Regions from separate parts of the Sus scrofa genome. Here all the other regions are linked to region 3. A link is a contact called in public promoter capture Hi-C data. All regions are on one chromosome and are shown on one strand. The core of a region is the stretch at or near the end of the contact, and the rest is flanking DNA. Distances in the headings are between cores, read along the strand shown.

The links. Promoter capture Hi-C pulls out the DNA fragments that hold promoters and counts their contacts.
Region 1: a contact with region 3 is called in a promoter capture Hi-C map of fetal liver, with 5 times the contacts expected there. The contact joins the promoter of PPP2CA here to the promoter of HSPA4 in region 3. A contact is called at or near these places in 1 of 5 promoter capture datasets (fetal liver) and 1 of 2 datasets of contacts at active chromatin or transcription factors (alveolar macrophages).
Region 2: a contact with region 3 is called in a promoter capture Hi-C map of liver, with 4 times the contacts expected there. The contact joins the promoter of SKP1 here to the promoter of HSPA4 in region 3. A contact is called at or near these places in 1 of 5 promoter capture datasets (liver) and 1 of 2 datasets of contacts at active chromatin or transcription factors (alveolar macrophages).

The regions. Positions count from the first base shown.
Region 1 is chr2:136,521,268-136,523,967 of Sscrofa11.1, forward strand. It overlaps PPP2CA (protein phosphatase 2 catalytic subunit alpha), which reads right to left and starts at 1,363. Exons shown (of 7, transcript NM_214366.1): 1 at 1,084-1,363. The coding sequence starts at 1,185.
Region 2 is chr2:136,474,986-136,477,685 of Sscrofa11.1, forward strand. SKP1 (S-phase kinase-associated protein 1) reads right to left here and starts at 1,379. Exons shown (of 6, transcript XM_021084761.1): 1 at 924-1,379.
Region 3 is chr2:135,344,278-135,346,977 of Sscrofa11.1, forward strand. It overlaps HSPA4 (heat shock 70 kDa protein 4), which reads left to right and starts at 1,447. Exons shown (of 19, transcript XM_005661654.3): 1 at 1,447-1,906. The coding sequence starts at 1,800.

The DNA of each region.
Region 1 (2,700 bases), core at 113-2,612, 1.2 Mb after region 3:
CTCCTTGGGAAAAACAAATCAGAATTAGGTCATTTAAAATGGACTTCTAAAACAGACTACAACATTCCATTTTAAACGTTTGTGGGATTTAAACACTAAACACAATGACTGGAATACAGCAAAAGCTCGATCAACAGCTGTTAATATCATACTTACTACTTAAAGTCACAAATATACTAACAACTTTTCCAGCAGAGAGCAAGGATACAAAATCTGCTGGTCTTAACAGTTTATGCTGCTCATTTAAAAAACAAATGGCAAAATGCCAAGAACCTTAAGCTTAAAGAAGGGTTTCATACTATCCAATTTGAGTCAGCATATAAATCAGAGATTAAACTGACACTTGATTTCCAATCCCAAAGCTCCTATGTAGAATGACTCACCAAAATGTCTAATTCTTCCAACTATGAAAAATAAGTTATACTCCTCCCTATAACTACCACCATGACCTTCATTGAAACTTAGATTAAAAGCTCATTTAAAAATTCTCGAAAAAATGTACTAATAAGTCTCTGGAAAACACAGCTCGAGAGGTTTACCATAAACCACTCAAGACGATGCTAAATCTGCGTGACCTTTATTAGATAGGTCCCGGGATCCGGCCTACAAGCTTGCCTCTGGGGGACCCTCTGGACAGCTCTGGACCTAAGCATTCGGCCTGAGTACAAGTAAGAAACCTCCCACCAAACTCACAGAAGAGTCCCAGGCCCCATTCCCAGGCCGTAGAACCTAAGACCTCGTGCCCAGATATCAAAACCGTCCCTGACCCTTACTCGCAGGGTCTCCGCTCCCCCGCACCCTCCCCCAGCCACTTCGCTTCCAGCCAAGGCCGGGAAGCTCTGAAGCCCCGGAGTCGGGTGAACGGCGCCATTTTAGGCGGCGGTGGCAGCGACAACCAATCCCTGCGCGGGAGGCAGGGGGCGCCGGGTCGTCCGGGAGCCGCCGCCGGGCCGCGCCGGGGGCCGGTCTGGGAGGCTCGGGGGCCGGGGCCGCTGGCCTCCGCCATGTTGCACCCTCCCCGCGGCCGCTTCCTTCTCGGCGGGCTCGGCCCGCCCCGGCTCCCGAAGCCGGAGTGCAGCTCACCTTCTCGCAGAGGCTCTTGACCTGGGACTCGGACAGCTGCTTGCACTCATTCAGCTGCTCGATCCACTGGTCCAGCTCCTTAGTGAACACCTTCTCGTCCATGATGCCACCCGCCCGAACCGGCTGCCGCTCCGCGCTACTCCCGCGCCGCCGCCCGCACACGGGCCACACGCACACGCTGCCGTCGGCCCCCGGGGTACTTGTGTGGCTGCTGAAGGCTGCTCGGCAGTAGCGCTGCCCGGTTGACTCGCCCCTCGGTGTTCGGCTACCGGCCACTGACCTCCTCCGCTCGCTCTAGCCTTGGAGCTCGGCTCTGTAATGGCGGCCGCCGGCGTGGTGACGTCACGCCCGGCGTCAGGAGGTGGCGGGGTGAGGAGGGGTAGAAGCGCCGGGATACGAGCTGCGCAACTGCCGGGCCGGCTCTCATCTGCGGCCAGACCCGAGCGGGGGCGGGAACTAGGGGCCAGGGCGCAGGCGCGTAAAGTAGCCGGCTGGAAACAGGCACCTTCGCTTTTAGGGCGCGGTCCTGTAGAAGGGAGGGGCCGAGGGGGAAGGGAAGACCGAGTCCAAGCAGGGGCCTTGCTTATAGCTGGGAAGTGGGCTAATCTTAGAGCACTAAATCCTGCAGGGTGTAGTTGCGGACCAGGCGCAGGCGCAGCCGGGGTGCGAGGGTGGCTCCTTGTTGCCGGAGACTTTTTCCCTGAGGTGATACGCCTCGGCTCCTCACCTGGCGACTGCCAAAGCACGGAAACGAGAATTGGGCCCCGTGGCTCCTCCATTCTACAACAGCACTGGAATTGCTGCATCTTGGGAGCAGGAACAGGCGCCGAGTGGTAGCCAGGTTGGAGTAGCCACCCCTGCCTCCGGGTGCGGCCAGCACCTTGTAATTAGGTCAGTCGTAGGCGGAAGAGGGTGTACCTGCAGTACTGCGCAGTGCACCTGACTCCCCAACACACCTGTCCCCGGGCCTCGATGTCTCTTCTAGCGCCATGGCTGGGGCCTCCTAGCGCTCCTGGCTTCCACAGGCGCCGCTGCAGTCTTGCCATTGTGGCCTTCCCCCCTAGGTGGGCGCTTTCCTCCGACTCCGAGCCTCCAAGGGAAGAAGAAAACGCCCCCGACCCCACCCCCACCAACCGTCTGCCCACTCAGGCCTTCTTTCTAGAGGGAAGACCGCAAGGAGATGGACGCACCGGTCCTGATTGAGACCCGGTAGTGTTAGAAGCGGCTGTGATGTGCGCTTTAAAGAAAGCTCAGATACCCTAGGATCGGACCTCTGGCTATAAATCTCTTCGAGATTCGTGAAATGTATCCGCATTCCGTTGTCCTTGCATTCGCAGAAATATTTGGCTCCGTACACCGCCAGTTATGTTCAAGATTCATGCCCGAAGGACAGAAGGGTCATACAAACAGAGGTACCCTACCCTGACGGAGCTTGTGTACTTCCTGGGATGATCTGGGGATAGACAGGCAGAAGAGCCCTTCACAAAAGCAGGAAGATGAATGGCCAGTAACACAAGGGTAGTAAGCAGGGAAATGAAAACCACAGATTCCAGGTTTGACTCTCACCCATTTGGCAAAAACTGTCAACATCCAATGTTGGTGAGGATGTGGAGCAAT
Region 2 (2,700 bases), core at 129-2,628, 1.1 Mb after region 3:
TAAAAGAAAAAAAACCTGTTTAAGTGACCCGAAGTTCTGACACTTCTTCTTATAGGGCAAAGTGAAATCTGCGTTGCTCTATGACACACAAACATTCTGCTGTGACGCTCTCATGAAAACATTCATGAGCCCAAACTCCAACCTTTAGTCTCCATTAAAAAGCAAACCAAAGCAGGTGAACATCCTATCCCTTCGAAAACCTCTTAGTAAGTTTACGGAGTTGGTGCACCTAAAAGCCAAACCACTGTGGCGATGGCACCTGCTACTCCAACAATTGCTTCAACAACCGCGGGCTGTGGCAAAATAATGGGCGACAAATATTCCGAAGGAGCAGGCAGCTCTCTGCCGAAATTCGGCTCCGGCGCAGTTAACCAGGACGAGTGACGCCAGACACAGGGGCGAGAAAGACTGAGAGCCAAGAATCCAGCTGCGGGACGACCCTACCACGCTTCCTCTGGGACACCCGAACAACAAACGGACAAACGCCCATGCTCACGACGACCCAGAGAAGTCCATTAAAAGCCCCGCCACCACCCTCGCCCTGGCTTCCCGGGGCCGATGGGCTCAACCGCCGAGGGAGGCCCCGGCCGCAGCCTGGGCCTGCAGCCTTGCTCCGCGACGGCTGAGGGTCGCCCCGCGCAGAGAAGGCCCAATCCCGGTTCCGCTCACACCTTCTCCCTCCCGCCCGCCTGGGCGCGGTGAAGACTAGCGGCTAAAAGAGGCCTCGGCAAGTCGAGGGGCGGTGTGGGAGGTGAATGGCACCTCCGGGAGAATGGGGTCGACGACGGCTTTCACCGGGCCTGAGGGAAGGCCAGGCCCAGGTGCCTGCCGTTTCGAGCAAGGCCAAAGCCGCAGCGGGGCGGCCCGCGGCTCGCAATCTGCGGCGCCACCGCCCCCTTTCAGCTCAGGCGGCGGGTACTCACGGTGTTTGGGCTCAAGGAGATGGCGGGCCGGAGGCTGACGAGAGAAGGGCGGTGTCCGCAACCGGAGAGACAGAAAAGCGACGCACAAGGCGACTTCAACCGAGTGGCGCGGCGTCGCCTTTATAGCAGCGGGCGCAGGCGCCGAGGACCCCGGGGCCCGTGACGTCACAGAGACGGCAGGGCTGGCCGCCGAGATCGCCTGACGGCAGGCGCAGACCGGCGGGGCGAGGCGCGGCGGGCCTTGAGTCTCACCCCTTCCCTCGAAAGCGGCGCTCACTCCCCTCAAAGCGGAAACGGGGGACTGGCTCAGATACTCCACGGCCTGCAAGGGTCTTTCAGGCGGGAGCTGGCCTAAGTCGAATTAAAGACCCCAGTCCCGAAAAGCCTAGAAACCTGGAGCGAGGGGCCGGGAGGGAGAGCGCGGGGAGTAGCGGGGAGAGAGGGGCGGAGTGGGGAGGGAGAGGCGTCTGTGTTAGGGGTGGTGTTTGGGAGGGGCTGCAGCTCCTTTTCATGATGGGGAAACTGGGACTCTGAGAAAGAAAGGGCGCTGATCTTTGCAGCCAGCGCTGTGAGATTTTGCTCAGGGCCTCAGTGTCCTCCCCTGAACCCTACATGAGTTAGCTCACTCTCCACAATAATGCATAAGAAGAAATATCAGGAGTTCCCCTCGTGGCTCAGTGGTTAACGAATCCGACTAGAAACCATGAGGTTTCGGGTTCGATCCCTGGCCTCGCTCAGTGGGTTAAGGATTTGGAGTGGCCATGAGCTGTGGTGTAGGTCACAGTCGCGACTCGGATCCCACGTTGTGGCTCTGGTGTAGGCCGGTGGCTACAGCTCCGATTCGACCCCTAGCCAGGGAACCTCCGTATGCCTTGGGTGCGGCCCTAGAAAGACAAAAAGACAAAAAAAAAAAAAGAAGAAGAAATACCATTACCCTTTTCTCTTTGACTTGTGAGGGAACAGGTTCAAAACGGTTCAGTGGCAGAGCAAGGATTGTTTGATACTCTCAACTCTGATTTCCTATCGACTTCTGAAGAGGCCTCCAATCCAAAGTAACCACTGTTTCAGGGAAACCCCAAGTTAGCAAAAGTGTATTGGGTGGGGGGAGGGCGAGGTGATGGGTGCTAGGAATTCGGCAGCGAACGAGGCAGCCAGAGTCCAGCCTGCAGAGAGCCCTTGTGTGGGATGCTCCCTAAAGGCTGTGTTAGGGTCCCTAAGATGAAACCAACCCTCAAGGGAAAGGGGTTAGTCTGCAAATTCCCACTCCCACCCTCTCCAGTCAGGGACTTTGACCTGCTCTACCCTGCTCTGTTTAGAGAACAATGCCACCCCTCTGGAGGAGACTAAGGCGCCAGGCTCACCTAACCAGCAGGCACGTGATGGTATTCCTGACGCCAAGGAGACAAAGGACACTTCCACACAGGGCCCCCTAAAGAAATCAGAAGCCTGCAGCTCTTCTGAGATGGGACTGGGCAGGGAGACCAAGCAGCTCCTTGGGTTACCAGGTCTTTGTCTCCAAGCTGTGGTATCCAGTGTCTGCCAGGTGCCACAGCTGATGTCGGGAAGATGAAAGGACCTACAGCTCTCAGACTTTTTCTCCACAAGCCTGCCCTGCCCTAAGCAGCTCCAGCTTCTGGTCTCTTAGTTAAGGCCCACTAGATCCCCTTTGCTCCCCTGCCTGTGGCATATAAGGGCCACCTTGTAGCCTAGTTGAGCATCCTAAGCAGGACTGGGCAGTGCCAGATTACACGTCTAGCTGGAGGATCTGGCACAGGGC
Region 3 (2,700 bases), core at 197-2,696:
GCTCCTCTGGATTATAATCCTCAAATCTGGCTCAAATAAAATTTTTCCTTTTTTTTTTTGGCTGCACCCGAAGCATGCCAAAGTTCCCGGGGCCAAGGATTCAACATGTGTTATAGCAGTGACAATGCAGGATCCTCAACCTACTGAACCACCAGGGAACTCCTCCATTTCTTTCTTAGAACAAGTAATTGATTTTTCATTGACACAGCAAACGCAGAGGTTTGGGAAAATTTACTTTTGTCTTTGTTTATCCACTTTATTAAGTGGTCCAATATAATTGATTGAGCTCTGAGATGGAGGTCTTCAATTCAGCCTACCTAGTAGCAGTACTTCCTGCAGTTCTTTTCAACCCAGACTAGCTAGCTATTACTTTTTTTCTAACTTGAAAGCAGCCTTTTATTTTTCCTAGTGTCCAGCATTCTGTGTTGTAACAGTTGCCACCCTGTACGGGGATCCCATTTACTTGTTTAGCTACTCCTGTTACTGGTTGGATTCAGGTTTTGTGGGGTTGAAGCTTACACAATGTTGGGGGCCCTTAAAAAATCATAAAATAGATACTTAGAACAAGAAATCATATCAAATTACTGGAGACACAGAGATTCAGATTCCTGGTATTCTAAGACTTCTTCAAGCGATTTATTAGAAATGCTCATTACGTAGAGTTGCTTCCTGATTGCCAGCTGGCTTCCTCTCTATACCAGGAACACATCATAACTCTCCGCAACTCCCTGCTTACCCAGGTGCCCCTGCAGGGGAGAGTGCCTGCTTCATGTAATCCTGGCGCTACCGATATGTCTGAACGTACCTATGAATGCGTGTTTCTTGCATCCAGTTCAAGACAGGTGCTTAAAATGGGTTGGGGATTGAAAGGCTAAAGTGCAGTAGGTCCTTTAGGTGCAACTGCATCTAAGGACAGGACCGGTTTAGAAAACGGTGCAAGACTGAGGGAAAAAAAATCAAGGCAGTGGGATTGAGAGTCACTTCCTCCCCTCCTTCGCAAAGGGCGCTGTCTCTGATTTTAACAGAACCTGAACTAAACCTCTGTTCAGGGCCCGGGCCCAACAGCAATCTTTTCTTCTACACACCAGACCCCACCAAGGCGAGATGACCAGGCTCTCCCAACTTTGAGGATTAGTGCGCGGTCCCATTTTACCGGGCTCAATACAAGATGGGGCGCGGGAGGTGCCACAACCGGAACTTTCTCTGAAATAAAGAAAAACGGCGGAAGTAGGCCAACAGCGCTTGCTCAGTATTTTGCCTCAAACCGGCGCTCCTATTTCCTTCTGGAAGAGGAGCTGCTTCTCGGTTCCGCGCCGCCGCGAGGAGCGCGGCTGCCGGTTCTGTGCGCAGGCTCAATTGGCCAGCCCCGCCTCTCTACCATCTTTTCTGCGGCTTAGTCCCTTCCCAGGTTTTTGGGTCCGGACGTGACGTAAACATGTACGCAACCGGGGGGCGGGGCTTCAGAAGGAAAAGCAGCTGTGCCGGGGTCTCGCGAGAACATCTCGTCGCAGTTCTCGCGCTGCAGCTTTACTCTCGTCGCAACGAGATCTTTCGAGATCTTCTCCGCCCCCGCTACCGGCGCACCTTCTGCGGCCGCTGAGCCGGAGCCGGTCTGAGCAGTGCCCTCCGCCGCGGCTCTCCTTCTAAGAACCGAGGGGCTCGTGTGGTCACCCTCACTTCCCCAACTAGCCCGGGTTCCCCGGCCCACACGGCCGTCTTTCCGCGCGCCAGCCCCGCCGGGGTCCGTGTCCTGTCTTGCCGGCCGGACCGGGGCTCGAGCCCGAGCTGTAGCCGGCGCCATGTCGGTGGTGGGCATAGACCTTGGGTTCCAGAGCTGCTACGTCGCCGTAGCCCGCGCCGGTGGCATCGAAACGATCGCTAATGAGTACAGCGACCGCTGCACGCCGTGAGTGTGGGCCAGGCCAGTCGCGTGCACTGGGGGGTGGGGAGGTAGCACTTGTTCTGGTCTGTGCCACTCGCGGTTTGGGGAACGTGGGCCGGGCAGTAATCTCCGTTCCGAGCCGAGGCCGTGGTGGGTAGGGCACCTCCATTGGGTTTTAGGTCACTGGTGGCCGCGACCACCACCGTGTGGGTCTGCAGCAGGGGCGAGGCCTTTTTTCTGTGGCCCGCCGGCTGGCGGAAGGCTGTGAATGGATACTTGGACCTGCGGATGTATTGAGTAGAAGTTGGGGGGAAGGCAGGCCTGGGATGTGGGGTGGACCGAGCTCCTCTTTTAGAGAGTACATAATAGGCGCAGGGAGTACTGACGTTTCTTCAGCCCAGCGCAGAGTTCGGAGTTTTGCACACAGCAGGCGCTTAATAAAAGTTAGTTGAGTTGAACGAGTTCTGGCGGTCGCCGGCCCTAAGAGCGCCCAGAGTCCCACGTGAGTGGGGGTGGGGTGGCGCCCGGAAGAGAGGGAGCCGGAGCACCGGAGATCTTGAGGTTGGGTTGGCACGGAAAGATAGCAGAAATGGATTTAATAAAATTTGATGGCTTTTGGATATCTTTGCATTCACTTTGATTTTTTACGTCGTTTCAGTAAATTGAACCACGTTGGGTCATTTTCTGTTATCATTCTGTATGCATCCACCCTTAACAGCGTTCCATTCTCAGGGTAATGCATTCCATCCGGGGTGTTGGCCGCAATTGTTAATGAATGACTCAGGGGCTCACTTCGACTTTTAGAACCTATAGTAAGT